2 separate regions of the Macaca mulatta genome follow, and region 1 is linked to region 2. The links are chromatin contacts, called in public Hi-C maps. All regions are on one chromosome and are shown on one strand. Each heading gives the region's core, a stretch centred on a gene start, on an enhancer-like site or on the middle of the called end of the contact. The rest is flanking DNA. Distances are from core to core; before and after follow the strand shown.

The links. Hi-C and Micro-C count contacts between places; a contact is called where the count stands out from the background.
Region 1: a Hi-C map of liver shows a contact between it and region 2, with 2.9 times the contacts expected there. The contact joins the promoter of HERC3 here to the promoter of PYURF in region 2. A contact is called at or near these places in 4 of 14 Hi-C or Micro-C datasets (blood, fetal cortex germinal zone, fibroblasts and 1 more).

What each region holds. Positions count from the first base shown.
Region 1 is chr5:97,904,961-97,909,104 of T2T-MMU8v2.0, forward strand. HERC3 (HECT and RLD domain containing E3 ubiquitin protein ligase 3) reads left to right here and starts at 1,292. Exons shown (of 26, transcript NM_001261366.1): 1 at 1,292-1,309. LOC144329425 (a long non-coding RNA gene) reads right to left here and starts at 1,043. Exons shown (of 2, transcript XR_013417234.1): 1 at 872-1,043.
Region 2 is chr5:97,844,141-97,848,487 of T2T-MMU8v2.0, forward strand. PYURF (PIGY upstream open reading frame) reads right to left here and starts at 1,929. Exons shown (of 2, transcript NM_001261568.1): 1 at 1,617-1,929; 2 at 1-145. The coding sequence starts at 1,819. The coding sequence ends at 4. PIGY (phosphatidylinositol glycan anchor biosynthesis class Y) reads right to left here and starts at 1,908. Exons shown (of 2, transcript NM_001265768.1): 1 at 1,617-1,908; 2 at 1-145.

The DNA of each region.
Region 1 (4,144 bases), core at 42-2,541, 60 kb after region 2:
TGATGTGATAACTTAGATTCTGCTTTTTTAGCTTTCTTGTCTCAGTGTACTGGACAATTTCCATTATTTCACAGAGGGCTCAACACTGTCAGTCAGCCAACAACGTCTCATCCCCAGGATATACCACTCCTTGAAACTTTCTTTTCTACTTGGTCTGTTAGGTTCTCAGGACAAGGGATTGCAGACCTGAGGTGATTTGAATGTCCTTAGAAATAATCTGTCCTCAAAAGGCCTTCCTGGTTCAAATGCCAGGTTATGGAAATTCTTCCACTAGGAGAGTCTATTCCTTTGGATTCAAGCGGTACTGTGCCAGTGTTCTGCATTTCACATTTAAAGGGGGCAGACACATGAAGTCAGCTTTCTGAGGTTTTCTGCAAAAGATTAGCTGTGGATCAGATCAGGACTAGGGCAAGTATAAAAACACTAGTGACCTTGAGGAGGAGGAAGCTCTGGGATTCGGCGCGCTAGGGAAAAGTGGAAGAGGACAAACTTTAAAAAAATCCGTTACTGGGTATCGGTGTCTTTCAGACTACAAGATTTTAAGAACTGGTGCTCAGAGACTCTTCTTGCTATGCTCCCCCCGCGTCCACCCTCCAGCCTCCCCCAAGCCCGCCTTTCTTCCGCAGCCCCGCGCCGGTCTTCGATCCCCACCTCTTCAGAAGGGCGCCGGCGGCTGCCGCGGACCTCCTTCCCCGCCTCTCCCACCGCGCAGCGCCGCCGGCCGGCGCCGCGCTTCCTACAGTCCTACGAAGGGGAGTAAAGCAGAAGACTAGCGCACTCTCCCTCAATTGTCACCCTCTAGCTTTCTTCCCCCCACTGCCCAAGGCTTTCGGTCACCTCTGCATAAATAATAAAAACCAGAGCCCAGAACCTGAAAAGGCAACCGCTGATCGGTCCCGTTCGCTTCCCCGCCAGTGAAAAGCAATCTTTTTCAGCGCCAACGCTCTATGTCATGCAGTCCGATCTCGGCTGACACACCCGTGCCGCTGTCCCCGCGCCGGGCCCTAGAGTCCTGTCACCTCGGGCCGCCTGCGCCTGGTTCTGGGGCCTGGGCCTCTCCCCTCCTCCCGCCCTCGGACCTCGCCGCCCCGCCTCCAGCCCGCACCACGGCGGCCGCCATTGGTGCGGGTCCTCCCCAGAGCGGCGCCCATTGGCCTGGTGCGAAGTCATTCACCTAGCGCATTCCGCCGCCCGCAGGCTTGCGGGGAAACTTCCTTATTATTGTGACGCCGAAAACGGAGAAACCCCGAGCCGGGCGAGAGGCGCTGTGACAGTCGGAGTCCCAAGCTGCGGTTCGGCTGCTGCCGAGGTGCGCAGGGCGGGGGCCGGGGTTCCAGGGAGGAGGGTACGGCGGAGCTGCCGTCGCCCGGGGCCGCGTTCCGCCTGGCACTGCCGTCAGCGCGCGGCTCCCAGAGGGGCGGCTGCAGCTCCTCCCGTGGCTCCGGCGGCAGCGGCTGCAGGCACTTCCAGCGATGACCTGGGGCTGGGGAGCGGGGAGGTTGGGGCACGGCGCCCTTAGGACCCTGCGTGCGCCTCCCTGGCGTTCTAGTGGGCTCGCCCTCCCGCCAGAGAGCCCCGCGCCGGGAAAGGCGAGACAAGCCTTCAAAATGGGAGCGCCTCCCGCCCTCGCTCGGCAGCCCTGCCGCCCTGCCGCCCTGCCGCCCGGGAGGAATTGCGACGCAGAAAGTCAAAAGGAGGATAGTCTCCATGCTTGACCCCTGCCCTTATTTAAATTCTGGGGTTCCAGGGACCTCCGTGCAGTGAGGAGCGCGGACGCTTTCAATTGAAATGGGAGCTGGCGAGGCCCTGGCATTTTGGGGAACCTCGGCGGCCGCGAGGAGTTTGCGCTGAGGACGCGGTGCACGGCGTCCGCGATGACAGCGCCGGCGGGGCTGCGGGGCCCGGCACCACCCACTTCGCGGAGGCCGGGCCGGCTCGCCTCTCCGGGGTCCGCCTCCTGGGCGGGGCCGGAGGCGAGGGTGTGTGCGGACACGTGGGTACGGGTGTGTGTGTGTGCGCCGACACGTCGGTGCGAACCGGCGCGGGGGTGTCAGGAGCTGGGACGGCCGGGGGCAGGTGAGACTTGAGTCATTTGTGAATGTGTGGAGTGGGCAAACCAGGACAACCAGACCGAGAGGAGCATGTGTAACCTGAAACAGGTGAGCCTGTAGAGTCAGTGTCTAATGCGACTGTGCACGGAATATGTGTATGCAGCGTGAACTCCAGGGAATAAGTATTAGAACTTTGCTGTTGGTCTGTCACTGTTTCTGGCTGCTTTCTGATTGCATTTTACATTAGCTTTCAAATCAGCCCCATTAGGAAGTACCTTAAATTCAGAGAAAAGCCTTCCAGGATTTTGCTTGCATTCATCACGCACAGAATGCTTTGGGAAAGACGATTCAAGAGCTCTCTTCCATTTTTATGTGTCTTCTGGCGCTTTCCACAAATAGGAAGCTATTTCTAGAACCTTTTATTTGATGATTTGATAAGATCAAGTGAGCTGATTTTTCAACTCCAGACTTGAGAGAAATAAAAAAATAAAATGAGTTTTAAATGCAGTGATAGAGAGGGTATCATGTTTTAGTCGGCAGAGTACTGTGAAGCTCTCTCCTTTTGTACTTTCCTTTACCCTGGGAGAGGAGGGAGTAGCCTTATAAATCAGAAAAGCAAAGTACATTGCATATTCCAAAGCAAAATAGTTGAATTACATATTCTACATCATGGTTGTACCCCCTTCAAGGTTAGGAACTTTCTGTAAAAAGTATAATGCAGGAAACAAGGAGGACAGGTTAGAAACCTCTTTGACAGAGCTTCTTTGGCATGAAAAACAAAATTAGCACATTAGCACTAGCATCCAGTTCTATTTGTTCAGTCAGTAGCTGGAGTTTACTTTTTGAAAAAAAAAACAGGGATTTCAGAATGTTCCATATTGTGTGGTTGAAGCCATTCGTTATAGCATTTCATTCTGAGGACCAAATTTAAATTTATTAAGATTTTCATGACCAATTAAAAACTTTTTTTATACTTAATGAGAGTAGTAGTACCCCTACTGGAGACACAAGATAGTTATGCTTCAGTTTTATAAATAAAAGTAATATTCTCCAGATTGAATGGGATTTTCTGCATAGAGAGGTAGAAATAAAGTTACGACAATATCTTTTTTTTTTTTTTCAAGATGGGAGGCTCGCTCTGTTGCACAGGCTGGAGTGCAGTGGTGCGATCTCGACTCACTGCAACCTCCACCTCCCAGGCTCAAGCGAACCCGCCCCCACCTTAGCCTCCCAAGCAGCTGGGACCACAGGCGTGCACCACCACGCTCAGCTAATTTTTTGTAGTTTTTGATTTCGCCAAAAGACGAAACATTTTGCCATGTTGCCCAGGCCAATCTCCAACTCCTAGACTCAGGCTCTCCACCCACCTGGGCCTCCTAAAGTGCTTGACAAAAATATTTTAAAATCATGCAGGACTTTTTCTTTTGAGACACTTTAGGTACCTCTCTGAGATGATCTCTTCTCATTTTGCATGATGGAGGATGTGGTAATGAAAGGGAAAGACCGGGTGCAGTGGCTGGCGGGGCGCAGTGGCTCACCCCTGTAATCCCAGCACTTTGGGAGGCTTGAGACGGGTGGATCACTTGAGGTCAGGAGTTGGAGACCAGCCTGACCAACATGGTGAAACCCCGTCTCTACTAAAAATACAAAAATTAGGTGGGCGTGGTGGCAGGCGCCTGTAATTCCAGCTACTTGGGAGGCTGAGGCAGGAGAATTGCTTGAACTTGGGAGGCGGAGGTTGTAGTGAGCCCAGAGTGGCCACTGCACTCCAGCCTGGGTGAAAGAGCCAGACTCTGTCTCAAAAAAAAAAAAAAAAAGAAAGGAGACAGTCTTCATAACAGTTGTGGCAAAACAAGCAGTTATGTGTGATACATGGAAAAATAAAGAAAATAGACAAAATTAAATTATTTTCCAAAACTTTCTCTAACAAAAATGAGAGATTTTAAAGTAATTCTATTTTTACTACTCCCTATCAAATGTCAGGAATTTTTAGAAGGTGATATCTATATCTCTAGTTCACTTTTAGAGGTGATTGATATCTTTATAACTGGTTAGAAGTTATCTTACTAGTATTTAACCAAACTCCTGTCTTG
Region 2 (4,347 bases), core at 679-3,178:
GAACTAGCGCTGCTCCACTTCTTCCTGCTTCTTACTTTGATGCGTCATCCTAGCTGCCTGTGGTATCATATTAGGAATCCCATCAATGATTGGATAAGCTATTCCCAACTCTTCATTAATCAATTCATTTGTTGATGCTTCATATCTGGGGTGGAAAAAAAAAAGAACAAAATGAGTTGTGGAAAAATAAAATAATTGAAGAGCCTGATTTTCAACAAATACCACCATTTATCCAATTCTTGGTATGGAGTTAATCCCAGAATAGTCTTCTTTAATTAAAAGCAACGATAGCCAATTCAACCTTTTATCTTAGAAAAATTCTCTTAGAATCTATAATTATTCCCATTTTAGTCAGTTTCTCTCATATTCTCTTTTTCACCTTATTCACAAGTTATTCCTTAATTTTTTTTTCATACTAGTCAGAAAAGATCCCCCTCTCTTATCCAAATATTCCTTCATTACTTTGGTCAACCCCCAAATCATCTCTGTTAATTTACTACTGGAATAAACACTAGAGAAAAATCAACTTCTTCGTTTTAGAATAAATGCTAAGTAGAAAAACTTAACTAATCCATTAGAAGGAAATCACTGGAAAAGGTGAGAGGGCAGAAATGAGGAAACTTTGGAAAGCAGTAAGTCTGCCGTGAGCTAGTTATAAACGCAAATCAAATAATTTCAAGGTTTGAGAAAACTGAATATGTTTATTATGGGAAAAAAGAAATATGAAAAATTGCTAGTAATCTACCACTCAAAGATAACCACTGACAACGTTTTGGTGTTTCGTTTATGCGATTTGTAATACTAGCGTTAGTGTTGTCAATATTCCATTTTTGGGAGCTTGGAAACTGTAGAGCTGTCTTCCCAAAAACTAGGTTAAAGAGGCTTCTAAGAAATCTGCTAGGCCACAACTAAGAGCCACCAGGCAGCATACACAGCTGAATTGCTTAAGATTGTCAGGCACCAGTTGTACAAGACACTTTCACAAGAATCTGGAGGGTAAAATACTTTTCATTATCTTGGCTTAAAAACCGGATGGCTTTGGACTTGTCCTGAATCGCAGTAATTCAAGAACCTGCTGGTACGTTAGAAATCATTTAGGGACCATTTAAGAACACAAATAAGCTGGGCGTGGGGGCGGCGCCTGTCTCCCGACTCCTGAGGAGGCTGAGGTGGGAGTTCTAGGCCAGTCTGGGCAACGTAGGGGGGCACCCTGTCTCTTAAAAGGAAAAAAAGAAAATACAAATGTTCAGGTCCCAACCCCCGAGCATTCCAAGTCTGCCCGTCTTGGGGGCTGCAGGGGAATCGGCATTTTTAAAACGGTCCCCGGGTGATTGCAAAGAGCAGCCGGTCGCGAAGCCTAAAACGCTTCGAGCCATTCCGGCAGGCTGGCTATGTGCTCTGGGAGATGTGGGACGCGGCTCCCCTGGCCTCCGGTCTCCCCCGTTCTGCCCGCCGCAGGGGGAGGTGCATGCACCGGCGGGGACAGAGTCCAGAATATGGCAGCGGAGAGTATTCACCGACCTACAAGTCCCCAGTGGCTGAGACAGGCCGCGGTCCACCACTCCCTTTCCGCCCACCGGGAGGCTGCGAAGGAAGGGCCAAGACCAGCGAGTCACCTGAGCGGCTTCTTGGAGAGCGGGCACACCAGGAACTCCAGCAGCGCCGGATCCAAGGCGCGGGGCGGCTCCTCCGTCTCGTTGCTCCGGTCGGCCAAAGGCCGCGAGCCCGACGCGTGCAGACACCTACAGGCGACCGCGGACCGCGCTGCGCTAGTTCCCCGCAGCGCTGAGGCGAGCCTGCCGCGTGCTCCGCTCAGCATGGTCTGGCAGCCGGAGACCAGGCCTCACTGCGCCTCCGCCAGCCGGGGCCGAGCTCCTCGCTCCGCGGTAGTACAAGCCAGCCGACCAGGCCCCGCCCCCTGGTGCTCTGGGAAACGCTGCCGGTGAGTAGGCGGGGCGGGCGCTTTGGTTCCGAGGGTGCTCCTGCTCCGACTGCTTTTCCCACGGACGTCATCTGCAGGCCGTAGGACAGCCCCAGGGCTGAGGCCTCTAGTGGGTGCCCCGCCGCCTTACCAGACTACAAACTAAATCAGTGTTTAAGTCGAGGTGTCTGGGCTTTCACCGGGGCCTGTGGCAGAGATGCTAGGAAGCCAGTGGCCAGATCTCAGAGTTGTAGGGAGTTAGGCTTGGACCTACGTGGTTACCTCCAAGTGAAGTTTCAAACACACTGTCATGTATTGTATTGAATGTATTGCCATGGATGTATTGAAAGCGTTCATTTGTTTCATGTACGTCTTTACTATACCATTAGTTTCTGTAATCTTGTTTGACTTCTTTCTGTCTCATTTAAAAAAGTGAGAACCTGGAAGGAATGGTCTAGGCCTCTGACCCTCCAAAATATATAAATTCTTCCTGCCTGAGACCCAGTCATTGTGAAGTATTTGCGTAATAAAGCACAACTAATTTACTTCTATCAATGAGCTTGGAGGCCGCAAAGGGCCTAAATAACTGTGTAACAGGCAGATGTCTGTTAGTCAAATGGGTGATCCATTCAGTGAATTTGTATCCCAGGTTTGCTTCCGACTCTCCGAGGAAGTGATGCATGTTAGATCTCTTTCTTACAGTGTAGTAGATGGGAACTTGGGCTCTGGGGCCTGACAGCTTGGTTTCCTGTCCACAGTTTAGTAGCCGGATTACTTCGGCAAGTGACTTAACTGCTCATTTTACTTATCTGTATAAGATTAATAATTGTACCTACCTTGTTCTGTCAAGGTAGGGGATAAATGTGATTGTGCATTCGAAGAACATTTAGAAAAGTGCCTGGCACAAATTAGTGCTCTATTAATGTTGTCTATTTTTATTTTTATGTCATCTAGTTTTTCCATGTCCGAAGACTCAAAGTTTCTTGTTAGTCATCCATTTTTTCCCTCCGTTCTGCTGAATATCAACCTGAACTTTTTTTTGCATCTCTGGGCATTATCATTTCACACTTTGAGTTCCTGGGGCTAGAAGGAAAGAATACGAAAATATGTTTATATTTTCAAATTTCTCTCCCACTCCAATGTAAAAATAAATTGAGAAATGTTTATGCGTTCATCCTAATTTTTTGTCTATTTGTTTTTTGGGCCATCCTGTTTTTTAAAAAAAAAAGTTAATTTTTTGATGTTCTTTGTTCACTAATGCTCAGGAGATTTTCTAAGGTTAATGTAGTTTGTAGGATACCAAAAAGGAAACACTTCTACTGGATAGATATTTAAGAGATAATGAAAGTCTCCGGTTGCCACACCTTCCTTCCCCCACAAAGAAATCTTTCATAGTCGGTTATTAGAGTCACTAAGGGACTAGAGTATAGGGCAGTTATCAGGACTTACCCCCCCAGTCACTAACGGACTAGAGAATAGGGCAGTTACCAGGACTTACCCTCAAGGGAAACTACTGTAAAGTTCCTATGTTACCTTCACACTATTTCCGACTAGGGCAGTAGCAGGAATTAATTTTCAGTTGAAGTCAGTTGATAATTTGGGCTCAAGGGAAGGGGTGAACTGTAGGAAAGATAAGTTTCTGCTTAAGGAGAAACAGCACTTGACTTCTGCCAGCACTGAGTGGGCCCAACCCTTGGCCCTTGTTGGGTAGGGGAAGGCACCCACGCTTAAGCCTCAGCTAGCTTGGCTGACATGCCTCTATCAACTGGGTTTTCTAACCAGTTATAAATAAATTAGTTTCAGTTTGCCTGCACATAGAGCGTTTGAGGCAATTCCGTTTACTTTATTTAGGGGAAGAATAGAGAGTAACAGCAAAGTATTGAAAACATCCTCAAATTTATAACACCAGAAATCAACAACCAATATTTAAGGAACATCTGAATGTATGACTGTCACCATGTGCGTATTAAGTTGCAACATATCAAAGCAAAATGTCCCTAAATAGCCCTTAGTAACACGATTCATTTCTGCCCGTAGTATACTAAGCTAAATGTAGATGATAGTATAGGATCATGGGACTGGAACTGGGCTTTTAAAAGTTAGTCCCTTTTCACTGTTCACATGGCTATGACCTTTCCTGTCACATAGGCCTGTGCACAATAACCTGATGGGTTCTGAGCTCAGATACAGTATACCTGTGTGACCTTGGAGAAGCTACTTAAGTTCCCCCCTCAACCTTCTCATTTGTGAAATACAATAATAATAGTATGTAACTTATGGTGTTTGAACAGACTAAATAAAACAATTCAAGTAAAACAGTACAGGGGCTAACACATCTAAAGAACGTTGTTAGCAATAAAATTATTTATTATGGTGAAACTAGTAAACATTCTGATGAAAAGGGAAAGCACAAGGTACTTCTGGGA